Linked DNA regions of Mus musculus: all the other regions are linked to region 7. The links are chromatin contacts, called in public Hi-C, HiChIP or PLAC-seq and promoter capture Hi-C maps. All regions are on one chromosome and are shown on one strand. The core of a region is the stretch at or near the end of the contact, and the rest is flanking DNA. Distances in the headings are between cores, read along the strand shown.

Evidence for each region. Promoter capture Hi-C pulls out the DNA fragments that hold promoters and counts their contacts. A called contact is a pair of places that touch in the nucleus more often than the background predicts. HiChIP or PLAC-seq counts read pairs in DNA pulled down with a chosen protein or histone mark. Capture Hi-C pulls out chosen DNA fragments and counts their contacts.
Region 1: a contact with region 7 is called in a Hi-C map of nephron progenitors, with 3 times the contacts expected there. The contact joins the promoter of Gas2l1 here to the promoter of Znrf3 in region 7. A contact is called at or near these places in 2 of 39 promoter capture datasets (the 3T3-L1 cell line and neural stem cells), 2 of 484 Hi-C or Micro-C datasets (muscle stem cells and nephron progenitors), 6 of 115 datasets of contacts at active chromatin or transcription factors (the 230-238 cell line, effector CD8 T cells, large pre-B cells and 2 more) and 2 of 9 other capture datasets (adipose tissue and liver).
Region 2: a promoter capture Hi-C map of adipose tissue shows a contact between it and region 7, with 2.0 times the contacts expected there. The contact joins the promoter of Ap1b1 here to the promoter of Znrf3 in region 7. A contact is called at or near these places in 2 of 39 promoter capture datasets (the C10 cell line and pre-B cells), 1 of 484 Hi-C or Micro-C datasets (LSK cells), 3 of 115 datasets of contacts at active chromatin or transcription factors (effector CD8 T cells, memory CD8 T cells and microglia) and 1 of 9 other capture datasets (adipose tissue).
Region 3: an HNF4G HiChIP or PLAC-seq map of pancreatic cancer cells shows a contact between it and region 7. The contact joins the promoter of Pgam2 here to the promoter of Znrf3 in region 7. A contact is called at or near these places in 6 of 39 promoter capture datasets (the C10 cell line, the HPC-7 cell line, the SN4741 cell line and 3 more) and 1 of 115 datasets of contacts at active chromatin or transcription factors (pancreatic cancer cells).
Region 4: an H3K4me3 HiChIP or PLAC-seq map of embryonic stem cells shows a contact between it and region 7, with 3 times the contacts expected there. The contact joins the promoter of Myl7 here to the promoter of Znrf3 in region 7. A contact is called at or near these places in 1 of 39 promoter capture datasets (pre-B cells) and 2 of 115 datasets of contacts at active chromatin or transcription factors (embryonic limb bud and embryonic stem cells).
Region 5: a contact with region 7 is called in a FOXA1 HiChIP or PLAC-seq map of pancreatic cancer cells. The contact joins the promoter of Polm here to the promoter of Znrf3 in region 7. A contact is called at or near these places in 1 of 39 promoter capture datasets (cranial neural crest) and 3 of 115 datasets of contacts at active chromatin or transcription factors (effector CD8 T cells, memory CD8 T cells and pancreatic cancer cells).
Region 6: a promoter capture Hi-C map of embryonic stem cells shows a contact between it and region 7. The contact joins the promoter of Emid1 here to the promoter of Znrf3 in region 7. A contact is called at or near these places in 20 of 39 promoter capture datasets (the 3T3-L1 cell line, 3T3-L1-derived adipocytes, the C10 cell line and 15 more), 1 of 15 datasets of contacts at CTCF or cohesin (large pre-B cells), 5 of 484 Hi-C or Micro-C datasets (bone marrow-derived macrophages and embryonic stem cells), 13 of 115 datasets of contacts at active chromatin or transcription factors (double positive thymocytes, effector CD8 T cells, embryonic hindbrain and 7 more) and 3 of 9 other capture datasets (adipose tissue, embryonic stem cells and liver).

What each region holds. Positions count from the first base shown.
Region 1 is chr11:5,063,969-5,066,815 of GRCm38.p6, reverse strand. It overlaps Gas2l1 (growth arrest-specific 2 like 1), which reads left to right and starts at 1,489. Exons shown (of 7, transcript NM_144560.3): 1 at 1,489-1,601; 2 at 1,722-1,979; 3 at 2,338-2,847. The coding sequence starts at 2,358.
Region 2 is chr11:4,985,559-4,988,258 of GRCm38.p6, reverse strand. It overlaps Ap1b1 (adaptor protein complex AP-1, beta 1 subunit), which reads right to left and starts at 1,435. Exons shown (of 21, transcript NM_007454.3): 1 at 1,208-1,435.
Region 3 is chr11:5,802,546-5,805,245 of GRCm38.p6, reverse strand. Pgam2 (phosphoglycerate mutase 2) reads left to right here and starts at 1,450. Exons shown (of 3, transcript NM_018870.3): 1 at 1,450-1,971; 2 at 2,067-2,247. The coding sequence starts at 1,558.
Region 4 is chr11:5,897,110-5,900,117 of GRCm38.p6, reverse strand. Myl7 (myosin, light polypeptide 7, regulatory) reads left to right here and starts at 1,336. Exons shown (of 7, transcript NM_022879.2): 1 at 1,336-1,357; 2 at 1,579-1,692; 3 at 1,883-1,958; 4 at 2,182-2,286; 5 at 2,720-2,798; 6 at 2,944-2,992. The coding sequence starts at 1,355.
Region 5 is chr11:5,836,533-5,839,518 of GRCm38.p6, reverse strand. Polm (polymerase (DNA directed), mu) reads left to right here and starts at 1,503. Exons shown (of 11, transcript NM_017401.2): 1 at 1,503-1,958. The coding sequence starts at 1,768.
Region 6 is chr11:5,150,680-5,153,712 of GRCm38.p6, reverse strand. Emid1 (EMI domain containing 1) reads left to right here and starts at 1,483. Exons shown (of 15, transcript NM_080595.3): 1 at 1,483-1,591. The coding sequence starts at 1,491.
Region 7 is chr11:5,443,514-5,446,368 of GRCm38.p6, reverse strand. It overlaps Znrf3 (zinc and ring finger 3), which reads left to right and starts at 1,522. Exons shown (of 9, transcript NM_001080924.2): 1 at 1,522-1,981. The coding sequence starts at 1,691.

The sequences.
Region 1 (2,847 bases), core at 240-2,739, 380 kb after region 7:
TTCACTTAGAATTCAGTCTCCATAGCCAATTCTTCAGGACTTCACTCCCTGCTAGGTGTTATTTTTTTTTTTTTTTTTGTTTAACAACTCCGTGTCCACAATGTTCACCCCCAAACCTGGGATTTCTCCCTCATCTATACTCACACACTCACCTCACTAACATACATCATCAGTTTTCAACAGGCAGTCAAGATCCAGCATCCCCTCTCCCCATTCAACCTAAACCACTTGCCTCCCTCAGAGGCTTCCCTGACCCTGACCCTGACGCTGCAACAACAGCAGTTACAGGAGCCCTTATGGCTGCTACGTCAGCCTCTCCTAAATTCCTCCTTAGAGAGAGGCCTGGGATCCCAACAGAGAGAGCACACCATGAGTTCAAAGCCAGCTCAGGCTACATAGCAGAACTCTGTAAAAGTAATGACATGGTGGAACATTCCTTTAATCCCAGCACTCAGGCGGCAGAGACAGGCAGATCTCTATGACTTTTGAGGCCAGCCTGGTCTATATAGGGAGTTCCAGGCCAGCCTGGTCTACATAGTGAGATCCTGCCTCAAAACCACAACAAACTCCAACAATAATAATTTAATAATAATTAACAAATAAACCGGGGGCTGGGGAGATGGCTCAGTGGTTAAGAGCACCAACTGCTCTTCCGAAGATCCGGAGTTCAAATCCCAGCAACCACATGGTGGCTCACAACCATCCGTAACAAAATCTGATGCCCTCTTCTGGAGTATCTGAGGACAGCTACAGTGAACTTACATATAATAAATAAATCTTTAAAAAAAAACAAACAAATAAACCTCTCTTCCATGACCTTTGAAAAGCATGGTCCACAAGGCCCTAATGTTTCACCACTTCAGCCTTGCAAACCTACCCATTTTTCTTTCCTTCTTCCTTCCTTTCCTTTTTTTGAGATAGGCTTCCTCAGTGTGAAAAACTTTCCCTCTAGATGACTCTCAGCTTCCTCCGTCGCCTCCTTCCTTGATCTGAGTTAAAATTAAGTCCACACACCCCCACAAGATTTCCAGTCTCTCTCCAGCATCTCACTCCTCTCTCGGGCGACAGTAGGGGGCAGGATTCCCTAGATCTTCCAGGTTCCTCCTAAGGCGTGTAGTTGCCCCTGCCACACCCCCTCTTTTAACCTAACCCGCAGCCACCTTCCGATCCCTGAGCCTCATCGTCCTTGTACCTTAAGCTATCCCTGGGCCGTCCTGCAGGAAGAGCACCCAGTTATCTGACTTGCAGAGGTCCACCCGGGACGGAGGTGACTCTGCAGTCCCCGGCCCCTATCGCTTCCGGGGAGGCCACTGTCACGGGGGAAGGACAGCTGAAAGGATCTGAACCCCGCCTAGGAAGACCCAGACCCGGAGTTAAAGGGGGGGTGAGGTGGGGGTGATGCCTTAGGGCCTAAGGCCCGAGAAAGGCACGGCCCCTTTAAGAGCGCAGCTCCGCCCCTTCCTGGCCGGATCCAAATTCCAGGGGGGCGGGGCAGAGCGGACGCCTGGAAGCAGCGATCTCGGGCGACGCCTGTGTGCGGCGGCGCGGCCCGGCTCCGGCCCCGCCGGGGCGATGCTCCCCGGGGCGGCGGGGTGAGCCAGGTGAGCGCGGGGACCCCCAGGAGCCCTAGCCAGAGTGCCTGGAGGTGGGCCGGGCGGTGCGGGCTCTCTGCTTCCCAGGGCTGTGTGACCCTGACTGGGCACTCACCCTCTCTGGACCAGGCCTCGAGCACTGCGGAGGCTCGCGGGGGCCGTTCGGAGTCCCGGCCTTTCAGGCACCAGCTCGGGCGGCTTTTCGCAGCAGGAATCCGGCCTGCCTGGGTGACCCGATTCCTCCACCCACTGCTCTGCGACCTTCGGCGAATGCCTGCCCTTACTGCGCCTCAGTTTCCTCATCTGTAGAATGGAGACGCGGTCGCCGCTCAGCCTGTGGCGCGGCCCTTAGCGGAGAGGAGAAGGGAAAGGCGGGACTTCGTGCAGGTTATGGGCTGAGCAATGGAAACAGTCTCTCCGTGGTTCTGGGCGAGGCTCCTCTCCTGTCCCTCCCTACCCACATGTCTTCATGTTTTTAAATGGCATTTCTTCCTCGTGGGTGCCAACTTGTCCCCAGCCACCCTCTCCCGACCAGCCAGACAGCAAACATAAACACTACAATGGTGTAAATGTTACTGAGTCCCTTAAAGCAGGTCATGGCACCGTGAGAACAATGTGGTGCTACGTTTGCTTGTTCACAGCTTGCTCTTAAACTTAGCGTCTCCCCTGAGTGGCGGGCTGGTAGAGGTGGACCATTCTGAACCCTTTCGAGTCTTCACAGCAATCCTGACCTATGTCCCCACAGTGACTCCACTGGCTCTGGGCATGGCGAACCCAGTGGCGGGCATCGCAGGCTCTGCCGCCAAGAGTGTGCGACCCTTCCGATCCAGTGAGGCCTATGTGGAAGCCATGAAGGAAGACCTGGCCGATTGGCTCAATGCTTTGTACAGTCTAGGTCTCCCCGGCAGTGGCGATGGCTTCCTCACGGGGCTGGCCACAGGCACAACCCTGTGCCAACATGCCAACGCTGTCACCGAGGCTGCCCGGGCTCTGGCTGCTGCCCGTCCAACCCGAGGTGTGGCCTTCCAGGCACACAGTGTGGCGCCTGGCTCCTTCATGGCCCGAGACAACGTGGCCTCTTTCATCGGCTGGTGCCGGGCTGAGCTGGGCGTGCCTGAAGTGCTCATGTTTGAGACAGAGGACCTGGTGCTACGCAAGAACGAGAAGAGTGTGGTGCTCTGCCTGCTGGAGGTCGCCCGGCGTGGGGCGCGCCTTGGCCTGCTTGCCCCGAGGCTGGTACAGTTCGAGCAGGAGA
Region 2 (2,700 bases), core at 186-2,685, 460 kb after region 7:
CCTTGCACTCAAGAGGAAGTAGGAAGATAGTAAGTCTCTCTTGTGTTGCTGTCAGGGAAACTAAGGTATAAGGAAGGAGCAACAAAATGTCTCTAAAGGAAAAGAGGCTCACACCCCAGGTACCAAGTCGCCTTCCCATCTCCCACGCAGACCAGTCATCCCAGGCACCATGACAGGCCAAAGGCCATCCTGTGGGCCTGTTCCCCTAGAACCTAGGACCAAAAGATCCCCCAAGGGGCCCCGTTGTTCCCCTCTTTACTGCAAAACGAATAAAGTGCAAACGGGATGAAGGGGTTGTCTGGATATCAATTCCAAGAATAGCCCAATAGGCAGGAAGACCTGAGAGCCAAAACACTGACAAAAACAACCTGGCCGAACAGCCTCCTAAGTTGAAAGTGTATCAACAGCTCCTCCTAAACATCGGATCAGACGACAGGTGAGAAGGCTGCATCCTGACACCAACTCACACAATATATTGGCGACAATATATCAAGTCACTTCTAGACCCCAAGCCAGCTCCAGGTGCCTTTCTCCCCGAGCTTTGAAGGTCTCTGGAGACCTACATAGGAAGCCTGATTTTGCCTCTACTACTCGAATGACCTTCCGTGTGTCATTTAACCTCCCGTGCCTCGGTGTCCTCGCGAGTGAGAGGGGGAAAGCAACAGTAGCTACCTTACAGAGGCAGCTGTGAGCTCAGTACACAAAGTGCTTAGCACAGAGGTTCGAAGTCAGGAAGGGCTGGAGAACCAGTGACAAGACATTCTTGTGGTGTTAGAACTAAGACAAGTGCTCCCATTCTGTCAACGTGTCCCTGAGGATCCAAAGGACGAGGGGCGGGTGGCAGAAGGCCATTTCTAGATGTTTGCCCCGTTTTGGGGGGGCGGCGGCTAAGAGATAAGGCCCTGAACGAGGAGGCCTGAGGTTGGCCGAGGAGTGGGAAGGGACAAGCAGGGCGCAGGGGAGGCCTAAGTGCAGGAGTCTCTCCGAACCGGACTGCGGACCTGAAATGACGGACGGCTTGACGCCGGGCCGCCAAGCCGTCGGGAATGAATGAGCACGCAGGCCTTTCACCTTCGCCCTCTCGCGGCTCGCAACCCTCCAGCGCAGCGTCCTCTCCGTGACCTCTGACCTCGCAGACCCCCCCCACTCCTCGGACCCCTTCGGGTTTGTTTGTTTTCCTATCTCGCCGGGCTGCCTTTTTCCTCACCCACAAATCCAAACGGCTCCGGGTGCCGCGGCTCGGCTCGCTTCAGCAGCAAAATGTCCGCAGCCTCCGCCTCCCTCTCCTCCGGTGCGTCGCAGCAGCCGGCGGCTCCAAGCTCCACGGCTGTCACCTGCCGAGCGGAAGTAAGAGGCCCGTGCGCGGAACTTCCGGTGGACGCACACCCCGGGGGCGGGGTCGAGGGTGCAACCTGGCGGGAGGGGCTGGGGACCTGTTGGGCGGGGCCTGTGTGGGAAGGGCGGGGCCTTAGCAGAGCCGGCTTTTATGAGAATTGAGGGCCTGGGCGGGCCAAGCGGCTAAGTTCAGGCTGGGATACCCTTGCTCAGAATCCCTGGCCAGGCTCCCTCTCAAACACCATGGAATCGAAAGGGTCTTGGAAGACTTTAAAGTTCATCTCTTTCTGAGTTACAGATGGGAAGACTGAGGCCAACGTTGTCTTAGGAAAAGGGAAAGTCGGAGCTACAAATCTGATCAGCTGCTGGACTGCGCCTGTCTGCTAGGCTAAAACGAGACTTTTTCTGCTGCCCTTGGAAAATTCATTGTTCTAAAAGGAAAACATAAGCTACGTCCAAGACTTCTTATCCAAGGGATACTTCACAGTGAGACCTCAACTGATACAGCCATTTCATTCCTGACTTTGGTCCTATTAATTTTCTCTTTCTAATAGATAACTTGTGTTCATCCCCTTTAAAACATTATAAAACTTCTATTCTAGCATTTTTATTAAACCAATAATATCTGCATTGCAGAAAAAAAGAAATATATTAGTGGGGGCTGGAGAGATGGCTCAGTGATTAAGAACACTGGCTGGTCTTCCAGAGGACCTGAGTTCAGTTCCCAGCAACCACACTGTGGCTTACAACCATCTGTAATGGGATCCCATGCCTTCTTCTAGTGTGTCTGAAGACAGCGACAGTGTTGTACTCATACACACAAAATAAATAATTCTTTTTAAAAAAAAAAGAAATATATTAGTAAGGAAAAAAGGCAAAACCAAAACACGTAGGCTCCTGAGAAAATCGTTTTTTAACACTTGGTTATCCTCCTAGATGTAATATGTCTGCCTTTTTATTTTATTATTTGTGTGTTATTGATTTGAGACAAGCTCTTGCTGTGTAACCCAAGCCAGCCCCATTGTTGAGCTCACAGTGATGTACTATCATGCCTGGTCTATGTAGTGCTGGGATCTAACTCAGAGCTTTTACATCCTATGCAAGCACTCTAACAACTGAATCGCTGTCACCTTGGCTGACCTGGAAACTGAAAAACCAAGCAGAAGTCTGCCTGCCTCTGTCTCACAGTGTTGGGTTTAAAGGTGTGCACAACCACACCCAGCTGTTTTTACATTCTTTAAAGTTTTGTCATAATATAATTATGACAAATTGATAAAATAGTTATGGCAAATTGATAAAATAGACAAAATAGAATTCCAGATGCTGGGGTGAAGAGATGGTTCAGCAGTTAAAAACACTGGCTGC
Region 3 (2,700 bases), core at 201-2,700, 360 kb before region 7:
TGGCCTCGAACTCAGAAATCCGCCTGCCTCTGCCTCCCAAGTGCTTGGATTAAAGGTGTGTGCCACCCCTGCCTGCCTTGGCCCTGTATTTTTAACCAGAGTTTATTAGCCACACCAGCCAGGTGTTGTAATGCAGATCCTTATAGACCTCTGTACCAGGTCAGCCTGGTCTACATAGCAAGTACCAGGCCAGCTAAAGCTGCATAGTGAGAGCCTGTCTTTAAAACAACACAGGGGGCTGGGCAGTGGTGGGGCACGCTTTTAATCCCAGCACTCGGGAGGCAGAGGCAGGCAGATTTCTGAGTTCGAGGCCAGCCTGGTCTACAAAGTGAGTTCCAGGACAGCCAGTGCTATACAGAGAAACCCTGTTTTGACCCCTCCCCCCCGCCAAAAAAAAAAAAAAAAAAAAAAAACAACATCAGAGGGGTGACAGTGGTGCATGTCTTTAATCCCAGCACTTGGGCAGGGGGTAGGATTAAAGGTGTGCACAACCAGGTTCTAAAATGTCTTTAAGTTTATTTTTAATTGTGGGTAGGAAATGTGCACATTAGTGCAGGTATACACTGAGACCAGACCTGTTGGATGCCCCTGGAGCTATAGTTGCAGGTAGTGGTGAGCTGCCCAATGTGGGTACTGGAGATTGTATCTGGGTCCTTTGGAAGTGCTCTTGAGGAGCCATCTCTCCAGTCCCTTAGGGTGTTCTGTTTTTTACTGGTACCTCAACCCAGTGTACCCTTCCTGTAGGGCTCCCAGCTCTGCCCTCAGTGTTCTTCTAGCTCACCTGAGTATCATCTGGGGAGCTGTCTCATCCTGTGCACCTCTCAAAGCAACTGCTCCTCATCCTCCATACTTAGTGGGGTGGGGGTATCTGCCTGGTAAAACGTGTGTGCTCACTCCGTCTCACCAACACAGCAACACAGACAATGCATGTACGCTGGGACAGGCACCTGGGCAGAGAACAATCACTGTTGCAGACACGCCTACTTATTTACTTACACACTGACCTCTTTGTATGGATATCTTATACATACCCTTGACCTTGACACTAGGCTAGACTTCTTCCTGAGATGCGCTTGTTCTTAATTGTATTAAGAGACTGAAGAGAGATTGCAGCTTGAGTCACACAATTCAACTCTGTCTTTAAACATATGTATATATCAGAAAAGGGCCTGGAATAGTTGTTTCTACCCGATCAGGAGAGGGCCAATTGTGATTGAAAGCTGCTGATGTCAAGAGTGTCTCCACATGGAGAACACCCCCAGGTTGACTCCTGCCCTTCACCCTGGTCCAGTTCTGCAGCCCCATGCGGCTTGTTACCAGGTGCCAGCTGGTTATGGGGCTTGTCATCTGAGCTGATGATTTTGTGAGACTATTTTTAAGTTCAGCTCCTTGGACTACACCCCACCCCCAGTTCTGCTACTGGTTGCCTGCCTCTGCCTGTATCTCCTGGAATGCTGATTGGCAGTTAGGGCTGGGGTGGGGGCTGGGAAAACTGTTATAAAGCCTAAAGGGCCAAGCAAGCAGCTGCCACCTAGAGTTCCTGTGTCCCCCGCCACCATGACCACCCACCGCCTAGTAATGGTTCGCCACGGTGAGAGCTTATGGAACCAAGAGAACCGTTTCTGTGGCTGGTTTGATGCAGAGCTGAGTGAGAAGGGAGCAGAGGAGGCCAAGCGGGGGGCCACCGCTATCAAAGATGCCAAGATAGAGTTTGACATCTGCTACACGTCGGTGCTGAAGCGGGCAATCCGCACCCTTTGGACCATCCTGGATGTTACGGACCAAATGTGGGTGCCCGTGGTGCGTACCTGGCGCCTCAATGAGCGGCACTATGGTGGCCTCACAGGCCTCAATAAGGCTGAGACGGCTGCAAAGCACGGGGAGGAGCAGGTGAAGATCTGGAGGCGTTCCTTTGACACCCCACCACCACCCATGGATGAGAAACACAACTACTACACCTCCATCAGCAAGGTGGGCCAGATGCCGGGAAGCTGGAAGGTTGGGAGCCCAGGGGGGAGGGCTACCCAGTAAACAAAAGCGAAATGTTCCTGTGCCCTTGTCCCCAGGACCGCCGCTATGCAGGCTTGAAGCCTGAGGAGCTGCCTACCTGTGAAAGTCTCAAGGACACCATTGCCCGGGCTTTGCCCTTCTGGAATGAGGAGATCGCACCTAAGATTAAGGCTGGCCAGAGAGTGCTTATTGCAGCCCATGGGAACAGCCTTCGGGGCATTGTGAAACATCTGGAAGGTGAGGCCTACTCTCAGGAAAGATGTGAGACAGAAACCACTGCGGTTCATTGGTTTCAGCTATTTTACAGATGTCAGGGTTTCAGAAGTTGATGGAGGCAGGAGTTTTGTAATACTTTGTGTTGTCCCATTTCCAGTTATGTAGTCAGCACAGACAGCATAGCTGAGGCACCCCACAGGAGCTGATCATAGGTAGAGCAGGCTTCTGGCACCCACTGGGGAAAGAGGTCAGAGCTCTGGCCATCAACGCCAAGTATTGGCTTCCTGCTGAATCAAGCCACTTGAGCTGTTATAAAACTCTTGCTCTCTCTCCTGGTGCTGCCTGCATTTCCTCTTTTTCTCTCAAGTCTATGTACAAAGTGCCTTGACTCTGAGGCCCCTTTGCCTCAGGTACAATACATAGTCCATCCACCCACACAGACCTGAACCATGTGTTCCCCCACCTCTCAGTCTT
Region 4 (3,008 bases), core at 87-2,586, 450 kb before region 7:
AGTACAACACTCATATTGGCACACTCACACATTGGAACAGATTTTCAGTCTTTCATCTTTTCGTACATACTGGGATCTGAGGCATTGTGCTGGTTTGTTTGTTTGTTTTGTTTTGTCTCTCTTTATACATCCAACTTGAATGATTGAACTTTGTTTTCAGGTAGTTAGGAGGGTGTTATAAAATATTCATACAAAAGGAGGCCTTGGAGTTGTGTGTGGTACAGACTTGTAATCCCAGCACCAGCCTGGGAAACATCGTGAGTTCCAGGCTAGCCTTGGCTACATAGCCGACCCTATCTCAAAATAAAAGAGGATGGAGTGGGACTTGAGTCCTAACAGGAGATAGTGCCCATATCCTAACTCACCTTGCATAGCCACATTGGGGTGAGGATGAACACTGAACCTAGTCAGAGACCTACTCATGATCTCCCCTAAGCTGTCCAGCTTCTCTGACTCCTCTGCCACACTAAGGTCCTCAAAAGTTGACGGCTGCTGCTTGCAACCAAAGCCCCTTGGTCCCAAATTCAGAAACATGAGATGGTCTTTGTGGGCCAGTTTCATAAGAACCCAAAACTTTTCCTGTGAAACAGCATCATGTAGGCCTGCCACGTGCCAGGGTTTCTGGATTCCAGATGTGGAGCAAGCTGGGTGCCCAGGAGAAGGCTACAGCTCTCAGTTGGGAACGTCAGAGAGAATTTGGAGGAGGAGGGTAGAGTTGAGATGGAGCTTAAGAAACACAAGATTCCGTATAGGGTGGGTACGCGCGTCTCAGCAGGACAGGCCGAGTGAAGAGCGCATGTCTGAATGTAGGGAGAGCAGCATTCGGTCACTCCAATCCTGAGTTACCCCCAAATCAAGCCAATGGTCCTGTGGGGCTCACAGCCTGGTTAGAACTGCTGTCTGTCCATTGTCAGATGGCCAGCAGGCCAGAACTCAGGGGTTTTATCTGACCCAGGGGATTCAGGCCAGAGACCATTCTCAGAATCATGTACTGCTTCCCAAGCCCAGAGTATAGACAGCACTAGTCAGGTGAGAGGACGGTCAGATGCAGGCATCACAGGGAATCACACCACCATGACCTGGACTAGCACACGTTTGGAGCGTCTCTGACCAGGGAAGACATGGAGCCTGGTCACAAGAGATGGATGGGTGGATCCTAGGATGTTACACTTGGGGGCCTGAAGGTTACCAGGAGTGTGAATAGGATCTATGTGGAGCCCTGTCTTTCTCCACCAGCGGGGGCTTCCAAGTTTAGCCCAATCATCCATTCCTCTCCTTATTTGGGCCTCTGGGTGATAAGGCTGAGACATAAAGAGCTGGGTGGCACGATCACTCAGTCAGACCGCCACAGATCATGGTGAGTGCTGGGTGGGGAACAAGAGACCAGCCACACCCAGGTGCTAGTCTCTGAGCTGCCCTGGGACAGAGCCAGGGACTTGTGTGCCTGTGCTGGGCTCAGGGAAGTGATCTCGGGTGGGGAAAGGCACCTCTCCCTGGCACTCCCACGAGACTACATGAGGTAGGGAGGAGGTCTTTGGAGAACTGGAGAGAGGACCCCTCTGATCATCAGTATTACAGGCCAGTAGGAAGGCTGGGACCCGAGGCAAGGCTGCAGCCACCAAGCAGGCACAACGTGGCTCTTCTAATGTCTTCTCAATGTTCGAACAAGCCCAGATTCAGGAATTCAAGGAAGTGAGTAGCCTATCCCAAACAGCCTCTCCCCGATCCGGGGAGCCACTTCATACCCCATGCACACGGCTCTCCTCTGAGGGTCAGTGCTCCTGCCTCCAACCTCGCTCATACTACCCGAGACTCTCCCTTACCCGCCATCCCTGGAAGAGATGGGGTGAGCAGCTCCCACCTGCAGGCCATCTCCTCACAGGCCTTCAGCTGCATTGACCAGAACAGGGATGGGATCATCTGCAAATCAGACCTGAAGGAGACCTATTCCCAGCTCGGTGAGTGGGTCCAGGAGCAACCTCCCAGGGACCCGGCTTGTTCACCTCAGGCACTTGCTCCGAGAGAGGACAGTGCCCCGCCCTTTCTCTCCTACTTAGCCTCATTCAGGCAGGAATCCCCCTCCCCCACCTGCCACACAGCTAGAGCTGCCCCTGCCTCTGCCCTCACTGCCTGGGAAGCCCGGGAGGGCGGCCTGGGTCACCTCAAGACCTACTCTCCTAGGGAGGGTAAGTGTTCCGGAGGAAGAGCTGGACGCCATGCTGCAGGAAGGGAAGGGTCCCATCAACTTCACCGTCTTCCTCACACTCTTCGGGGAGAAGCTCAATGGTGAGTTGGCAGGAGGTCTGAGTCTCCTTAGCCACAGCGCAAACCCGACCTCACCTGACCCGGGAGCCCCACGTGAGGCTCAACCTAACTCCCCTGAAACCTGTGCACCCTGCCTGCCCAGGGCCAACGCAGAGGATGTGGAGCGCCTGAACTGGCTTGGGTTCAGGAAATATCCACTTCCTAATCACAGTTTTGACTTCCCAGCCGGGCCTGCCAACCCCTTTGATGCCCAAGAAACACTCTGAATTCCGACTCAAGTCTCTTCTGCACCCTCCAATCTACCCCACCCCACCTTTATTCACTCGGTATAGCCGGAGCCCTTCAGGCCCCAGTACAAAGAAGCTCCCTTGTACTCCAAGTTCATCCTGGGTGGGGCCTCGCGGCAGGGGATCTGAGAGTTCACTTGGCTGCCTCGCCCCGCCCCCCCCTCCAGGGACGGACCCCGAGGAAGCCATCCTGAGTGCCTTCCGCATGTTCGACCCCAGCGGCCAGGGGGTGGTGAACAAGGAAGAGTAAGTGAGGCCCTTTCATGCCCCAGGGCGGGCGCCATGGGGAAACCCAGAAGGTGGTGAGGTTCTTTGTGCGCCTCAGGCAGGTGAGCAGCTCTACCCTGGGCCCCAGCCTCGCACTCCCAGCTCAGGCATTCTCTCTCCTCAGGTTCAAGCAGCTTCTCATGACCCAGGCAGACAAGTTCTCTCCTGCTGAGGTGAGACACCCAGACC
Region 5 (2,986 bases), core at 254-2,753, 390 kb before region 7:
ACTTTCAAATGGAGTCCCTCCTTTCTCAGGTTGGAGTGCTGACAGTGCAGCTATGCCACCCTGCCAGGCCAGGATTTAAAGTTACATGTGGTTCCACTTGCCATTCTTTTCCTCCAGTTGGTTGTGCTCCTTAGATCACAAAAATCTTCCAATGGGGCTGGAGAGATAGCTTGGGAGTTAAGAGCACTTGCTGCTCTTGCAGAGAGCCCAGGTTCAGTTCCCAGCCATCTTTAACTGCAGTTCAAGATCTCTGCCCGCACCAGGCATACACGTGGTGTACATGCATGCATTCAGGCAAAACAATTAAGCACATAATTAAAAAAAAATTTTTTTAAGGGGCTAGAGAGATGACTTATTGGTTAAGAGCACTTGTTCCTGCTGAGGACCTGAGTTAGATTCCCAGCATTCACAGGGGCAGCGGCTCACAAATGTTCTTAACTCAAGTTCCAAGGATCTGAAACATTCTCACTCGACGGCACCAAACATGTACGTGGGGTACAGCTACACATGCAAGTAAAACACGAAGACACAGAAAATAAAAATAAATACATCTAATAAATATTTTTAAAAATTAAAAAAAATCGAGTGTCACTAATATAGCTTTGGTTTCTTTTTCGGATTTAAATGATTGCTGATCCGTCTGAGATCTGCTTAATGTTAAGCAGTTTGTAAGGGGGCCAATTTTTTTTTTTTTTTTTTGACTATGGCATAATGGGGCATAGGAACATTTCTGACAAAAGATCCAGTGAAATAACTGAACAAAGGGTATCAATCAGGACTCAAAATCCTTCCTAATGTAACTATAAAGGAATTTTAATAAGTTTAATCTATAAAATCCATAAATAATGCTGTTCCAGATGAAGAGCCACTGGAATTATTTTTCTTCAATCGGGGAAAAAGGGCACATAGAAACCATTTCTGTTCACTTCCACTGGGATCTAGTCTTTTTTTTTTTTTCCCCAATTTTTTATTAGGTGTTTTCTTACTTTACATTTCAAATGCTATCCCGAAAGTCCCCTATACCCTCCCCCGCCCTGTTCCCCTACCCACTCACTCCCACTTCTTGGCCCTGGTGTTCCCCTGTACTGAGGCATATAAAGTTTGCAAGACCAAGGGGCCTCTCTTCCCAATGATGGCCGACTAAGCCATCTTCCGCTACATATGCAGCTAGAGACATGAGATCTGGGAGTACTGGTTAGTTCATATTATTGTTCCAACCTATAGGGTTGCAGACTTAACTTTCCAAATGGAACGCCAGCTGTCCCAATGCTGTTCGTTACATTGGAAAACGTTTTCACCCTCCACCAGCTCACATGTATACTACTCAAACTCCGTTCCCCTCTGCATACCCAGGGGAAGTGGCGTGGGCGCTCTGTCACCAGCAGAGGCAGTGGAGGGTTATCCAGGACTTCTCATATGGCCAGGATAACCTGAGACCCCGCCCTCGGGGGCGAGGAAGAGAGGCCGAGACTCCGCCCCCGAGAGGAGAAAAGTGCCCGCCCAGTACGAGGCGAAGCCCCGCCTACGGGCCCAGGCTACTCTAAGGTCTGGGAAACCACTGGGGCTTTCTATGAGAGTAGTTCAAATAAGAATCCTCGGGCGTTATTTGCATAGAACTGGGGCTTCCGATGGGAAGCCAAAAGCATCCTAGAGGGCGTCTCGTTTGCATAGAGCAGACACCACTTCCTCTCTCCTCCTTCCGCCTTCTTTCATGACCCTGCCTTCCTTCGTTCTGCGGCTTCCTGTGCTTCCAGAGTTGGTGCCCAGATGCTTCCGAAGCGACGGCGAGTGCGAGCTGGGTCCCCACACAGCGCGGTAGCCTCTTCCACGCCGCCCTCGGTGGTGCGCTTCCCGGATGTGGCCATCTACCTTGCGGAGCCGCGAATGGGCCGCAGCCGCCGGGCCTTCCTCACCCGCCTGGCGCGGTCCAAAGGCTTCCGCGTCCTAGATGCTTACAGGTGTGCGGCTCCCGGGAGGCCCCGATGGTGGTGGGATGCCATCCCCCTCCGGGAGCTGGTGTAATTGTGCCCGTCACCCCAGGGTAGGGACTTACTGTGGCCCAGGGCGGGAGCTGGCGCGCAGCTGTGACAGCAAGCAGCACCTGCGGCTTTGGGTTCCAAGCCAGCCTCGGTACTTCGCGGTTGCGGTACGGTCTCCAACCCGGAGTTCCTCTTTTTGAAAGGATGCCATCGAGTCAGAGGCTTCTTAAAGAGCTATAAAAGAAAGAATGGTTAGTGAGAAATATTTGCTAGCTGCATTCCCTCCAATGAGCCAGCGGTCAAAGATGTCCTGAGTTTGCAGACGTCACCAACTAGCTCCAGTAGAGAAAATGCCCAGGGCAGTGGAGTAACTGAGATTGAGGAGACTAAAGGAGCCTGTGCCCGTGTAGCTGGCTAGTTTGTTTGCAACTAACTCCTCCCTCCACAAATGAAACATTCTTTTTGTTTGTTTGTTTTGTTTTTTTTCGAGACAGGGTTTCTCTGTGTAGCCCTGGCTGTCCTGGAACTCACTCTGTAGACCAGGCTGGCCTCGAACTCAGAAATTTGCCTGCCTCTGCCTTCCAAGTGCTGGGATTAAAGACGTGCGCCACCACGCCCGGCTCAAGACTACACTTAAAAGAGTAGAGATAACAATTTGGATTTCGTGTGGCTCTACATTCTTACCACAGCCTGACAAGGTGGCCTGCATTGGATTTTCCCAGTGTAAAGGAAATATAAATACGATGCTTTCCAAGTACATACAACAAGAGTCTGCCTACTGGGGTTTGAATAAATAGGGCAAAATTCTTGTGTCTTAAAATCTTAGCAGAATGGTATGCCAACCTGTAGTCCTGGTACAAGGGTACTAGAGTTCCAGGCTAGCCTGGCCTACAAAGCAAGTCTCTAAACAGCAATTAGCATTGAGATCAGAAACACCTGGCCCTGGCCACTAAGGCACCTGAGGCAGAGGGTGGCGGGTAACATGCCCAAGTGGCTTGTGGGTGAGG
Region 6 (3,033 bases), core at 234-2,733, 290 kb after region 7:
CAGACTGTCTTTGTTTCCACACAGAGATGGGCAAGCAACCACAGGAGCATGGCCCCTTGCACAGCTGAGCTGGGCAAAGATTCCCTGACCTAGGCTGCTCACTGCTGGGGCGTGCAGTAGACGTCTTCTGTGACCTCCCTTGGTGACGACTCTGCTCTTGTGTAGAGCTGGGCACAGTATCGAACCCAGCATGCAGGAGGCAGAGGCAGACAGACCTCTGTGAAATGAAAGCTAGCCATATTATATATGTGTGTGTGTGTGTGTGTGTGTGTGTGTGTGTGTGTGTGTGTATTTGTTCCAGACCAAGCCAGGACATATAGAGAGCTCATCTAAAAGAAAGAAAGAAAGAAAGAAAGAAAGAAAGAAAGAAAGAAAGAGAAAGAAAGAAAGAAAATCATACTTCATATACACACATATGTACATATATGTGTGTACATATATGTACATATATGTGTGTACATATATGTACATATATGTGTGTACATATATGTACATATATGTTCATATACACACATGTTCATATACACACACATGCACACGTGTACACAAACATGATATGCATGCATACAGGCATCTCACGTGTACACAGACATACATGCATACACATGCCCACCACACAAACACATACATTGTTCATTCAAATATGGCGTACATAAGCAAATACTGCCCATGCTCACAAACACATCGTGTACACACAGATTCAGCACATACATGTTTACAGCGCCGTGCATGCATACAACATTATCCATGCACACAAATAGTCTATCATGTCAGCACAGGCAAACTCCTCGCACCTGCTATGCCGCGTGGAATGTGCCTGAGTCCCACCCAGGCCCTCTGCTCTCAGCCAGTCCTTACCTTAGGGAATGGGAAATTGAGGCCTATGCCAAAATGCTGTCTACACTTGTGCTTAGACCCCAACACTGAGATGAGGGGATTGTGGGTCTGGGGTTACTCTGCCAGAGTGCTCTGGGCCTTAGTGTCTCCCTGTAAAACAGGTATAAGGGTCACTGCACTTAGGGGACGCGGGAGCACCTGAGCCTCGGGTTTCTCCTCCGTAACATGGGCGACCTAGCCAGCCCAACACGGAGTGATGAAAGCTTTAGTCAGGGCAGGATGTATGGGGTGAGATGCCTGGGACAATGGCACAGCTCGCGCAGGAAGCCTGTGTTAGGTCGATGGGAAGATCCTGTGTGTTTCGGGAACCCAGTTCCGCAAAGATGTCAAAGATGTGCGTCCAGAGGCGATCGCTCTGGAGTGGTGGGTTCAGGTCCTGGCAGCGTTGCGGGGACGAGGGGGCGGGTGCGGCCAGGGCCTCAGTTTCCCAGTCTGCGGCTCAGGTGGGCACCTGGAGGGCGTCCTGGCGGGGGCGCGGACGGCTTCCGGGTTGGCGGGGGGCGGGGGGCGAGGGGCGGGCGAAGCCGAGCGCCCCCGCCCTGCTCCGCCCGGAACCGGCTCTGCGCGCCCGCGGCTGCGGTGGGGACGACAGCATGGGCGGCCCGCGGGCCTGGACGCTGCTCTGCCTCGGGCTCCTGCTCCCGGGAGGCGGCGCCGCGTGGAGCGTCCCGGGCGCCCGGTTCTCGGGTCGCAGGTAAGTCTCCCCTAGCTCTGTGCAATCCCAGCACTGGGGTGAGGGAAGCAGACCCCAGCTCCGTGCAACCCCGAGACTGGGACAGGGACCCGACCCCAGCTCCGTACAATCCCGCGACTGGGGCAGAGACCCGATCGCAGCTCTGTGCAACTTCAGGGTCTGGGACAGAGACCCGACCCCAGCTCCATGCAACCCTAGGACTGGGACAGAGACCCGACCCCAGCTCCTTGCAATCCCGGGACATCGGAGGCAGTCCGAGACTGTTGCAGGGGCTCCATCGCTCATCTCTATACCATAAGCAGTGGGAGCAGGGGTTTGGCACGCTGTGCTCAGGATAGCCGGCTCACCTACTTCTGTGTGAAAGAACAGACGGCCTCCCCTACTGAGATCCCGGAGGCCCCAGAAGGTGGACCCATGGCAATGCAACAGAGCTTCCCAGGACTTCTGTGGGTCTCGCCCAAGCCCCCCTTCCCTTCATGTACATGTAAAATGCCAGGATCACCCCTTAGCCAGCCCTTCAGGAATCCCCTCTCTTTTCCCCTGCTACTGTCTTTTTCTTCTTTCTTTCTTTCTTTTTTTTTTTCTTTTTTCTTTTTTTATGTCCCAGCTATTTATTTCACTCGGAGGAAGGACTGGGGTGGAGACTGCACAGTGGGTCAGTGTCAGAGGCCCCCTGGGACCTGGCATTTGGTTGGACCTCCCAAAAGCCTATGACTCTCTGCCGGCCTTTGTGGAGTGTTTCCCAGGATCGGGTCCTGTGGGGCTTTTTCTAGACAGTGCCTTCAAGACTGGAGGATGTAGGGAAACTTGTCCCCACTCAATAGAGGGGCAAACTGAGACTAATGTGCTCGTGGTGGGTATTCATGGAAGAGCTGGGATTCAGCTCTCCCTTTCTGGACTCGATGGCAGAGTTTGAACCTGCCCTGGCCCCTGCTCTGCCTGTAGCCCCTGCCCCTGTCTCCAGGACAGACAATGTGGACTAACCAGGCCTCTTAGGCCTTTCAGCCCATTCAAAGGCCCGTGAGGGCCCCACCCCCCTGTGGCCTCACTTCTTTCTTTTTAGAAGTTTCCCTTTCTTGTGGTCAGAGGCCAGCAACCCCCCCTGGGAGCTAGCAAAAGCAGGTGACCGGGTAGAGCAGGCTCAGGGGTAGAAGTGGCTGAGGCAGCAGAGGTCAGGCAGTTAGCTGTCTGAGATGGGAACAGCCGAGTGGCAGATGTGGCAGATGCCACAGCACCCCTACAGTGTGCCAACCACAGCTGGTGTGGGCTGGCACTTTTCCTGCATCCATTGCTTCTAGAACCTTCCCAGCTGCTATCTAGGCTTGCTTCTCTCTGCTGTCTGTTTTATAGAGAAAGAAACAAAGTCTGAGAGTGGGGAATTATCTGTCCCACTTCATAGAGTAAGCCCCACATAAGAGGGGTGAGGATCTAGGGCTTCCTGG
Region 7 (2,855 bases), core at 273-2,772:
ATTGCTTTCCCCTTAAAGACTGGACTGTGCCAGGTGTGGTGGCACACGCCTTTAATCCCAGCACTCGGGAGGCAGAGGCAGGCAGATTTCTGAGTTAGAGGCCAGCCTGGTCTACAAAGTGAGATCTAGGACAGCCAGGGCTACACAGAGAAACCCTGTCTCGAAAAGACAAACAAACAAAAAAAAAACAAAACAAAACAAAAAAAAAGACTGGACTGTGCCTTAGTGGGTAAAGTCACAATCCTTGGAAATGACAGTGCTCCCGAGCAGTCAGTACTGATTAAGCTTGGCTTGGGGGAAACTAATGACTCTAGCTTTGTCAGTTACCTTCTGTGCCAAAGCTTTGGGTGGTCCAAACACAGTAACACAGTTCTGTGAATTTCTTTTCAATTGTATTTTCTATTCAACACATTGGCAAAACATTCCTTTTCAGTTTAAACTGTAACCTCGATGCGCTGATTACTCAAGGAAACACTCAATGACTTTTCTTTTTGTCTTAATATTTTGGGTGTGGTAGCAAGTAGAAGCAGATCACCCTAACCAAATATTTGCAAATATTTAAACAAAGCCATTCAGGTCAGGGAGGGAAGACGACTGAGGAAGTAGAAATTGAATGTGGCTTTTAAAGGAGGATTGTGAGTCTCATAGATTTGCTGAGAAAGGAAAAATCCTGTTCCAAAAAGGGGAAGAGAATTAAAAGTTTATCTTCTGGGTGACTGGGGACGTCTGGGTTCGGAGCACGTGTCTTTGGTATGTTTGGCAACCAGAAGTCTGTGCATTAAGCGTGTTGACTCTTCCGCCCTTCTGCACATGGTGAGATTTGAAGGGAGTGTTGGAGACGGTCTCCAGGGCTGCGGAAAGATGAACTCCATTAGAATCTAGATAACTTCTTCAAGTTCTCCGCCACCTGTCCTCACTCCTTTAGTTGAGGGTAACTGTCTATGTGACACCCACGTAAGAACTGGACGTGTCCCGGCGGGTTGCAAACTGCCACTGACCGCCCGGGGCCTTTCGCGGTCCCTGGAGGTGGTAGGGCGCGAGCACCGAGTGCGGGTGGCCAGCAGTGCCGGAGCTGCGGATGAAGCATCCTTGGACGGAAGGACGAGGCCTTTGACGCCCCAATGACTCTAATTGCGGCACCAAAGCAGGGTGCGCCGAGGGGGCGAAACCGCCCGGGAACAGGTTGAGGATCTTACTCTCCCCGTACTCCAGCAACTGCCAAGAGAAATGTCTGCCGCGGAGGGCGGAGTACAGACCAGGGGGCGTGGCTAAGAGGAAGGGGCGTGACCGAAAAAGACTACCTGGGCGGAGCAAGGGTGGAGGGGCGTGGCTAAGAACGGAGTCGGGGCGGGACTCAGTCGATTGGGCGGGGCGGGCGAGGCCTCTGGGCCCCGCCTCTCGCCGCAGGCGCGCCCGCCCCGCCTACCCGCTCCCCTCGGAGGTGGCCGCGGCCGAGCGCGGGGAGGGAGGGGAGAGCGGGTCACGACGCTGCGGGGGCGGGGATAACCCCTCACGTGGAGCAGATGAAAGGGCCGCGGCGCGACGGCCGGGGGAGCGGAGCAGAGCCTGCGACCCACAAAGCCGCCGCCGCCGCGATGGTGCTGTGAGGCGACCGCCCGCGCTCGGTCCTCCGCCGGCCCGCGACTATGCCCGGCCGCGCCCGCCCTCCGCGCCCTCCCGCCGCAGGACCATGAGGCCACGCTCGGGCGGGCGCCCAGGGGCCCCGGGCCGCCGCCGCCGCCGCCTCCGCCGCGGCCCCCGCGGTCGTCGCCTGCCGCCGCCGCCGCCGCTGCCGCTGCTTCTCGGGCTGCTGCTGGCGGCCGCGGGGCCCGGCGCGGCGCGGGCCAAGGAGACGGCGTTCGTGGAGGTGGTGCTGTTCGAGTCGAGCCCGAGCGGCGACTATACCACCCACACCACCGGCCTCACGGGCCGCTTCTCGCGGGCCGGGGCCATGCTCAGCGCCGAGGGCGAGATCGTGCAGGTAGCCACCCGGGCCCCGCGCTCCGCCGCCACAAGATGGCTCCGGGGGCTGCGCCCGCCGACCCCGCCGCGGGCTAGCGGGCGGGCGGGCGGGGGGGAGGCGCGGAGCCCGGCGGCATCCCTCCCAGGCGGGCGGGACGGGGCCTCCGGGGCACGGCGGCTGAGGCGAGCGCACGTGGGGGCTCGGCCTCCGGTGGGTGCACCGCGCCGGGGTGGGGGTGGGGACGCTGAGCTGGGCATGGGCGCCTGGGCGGCACTCTTGAGTTGGCGGGACGTTTTTCTCCCTCAGGTGAAAGTCCCGGGAACTACCTGTTGAATGCCAACTTTGCAAAGGCGAGACAAGTTGAAGGATGGAGCGACTTCTTAGAGGTCGCAGGCTTTGCTTTTCCATCCACGTTTGCTCCGTTTTCGGAGCGACCCAGTTGCCGGGGTGCACATCTTCAGGTTATTTTTGCTGAAATCTACTGGCAGCCTTACCTAGACACCAACCCTCTGGCAGGGCTCTGGACGGGCAGCAGCAGGAAGGGAGCAGGCGGAGCTGGCTGAGGAGTGGGAATTGGCAGAGCACTGTCGTGGCCGTGCCTCAGATTACAGGGGATGAGAAAGACCGCAGGCTCGCCCCTGGGTCAAGGACTAATACCGAAGAGGCCTGCAAACCCGAGCCAGGGTCTCTCACTGACAGGGCCTCCACCTTGCTCCAAATGAAAGAGGGCTGCGTCCCAAAGGAGGCTGGCTAGGGAGAGCTTTGAGCTGTCCCCAGTCTTTGAGGAGGGACTCTCAGTCGAAGCCTCAGCGGATGGATAGCTGCATAGATTTCCCGCTCCCTCGACGATGGTTTTTATCCACTACCATGTTCCAGGGCAGCGCACTTATGG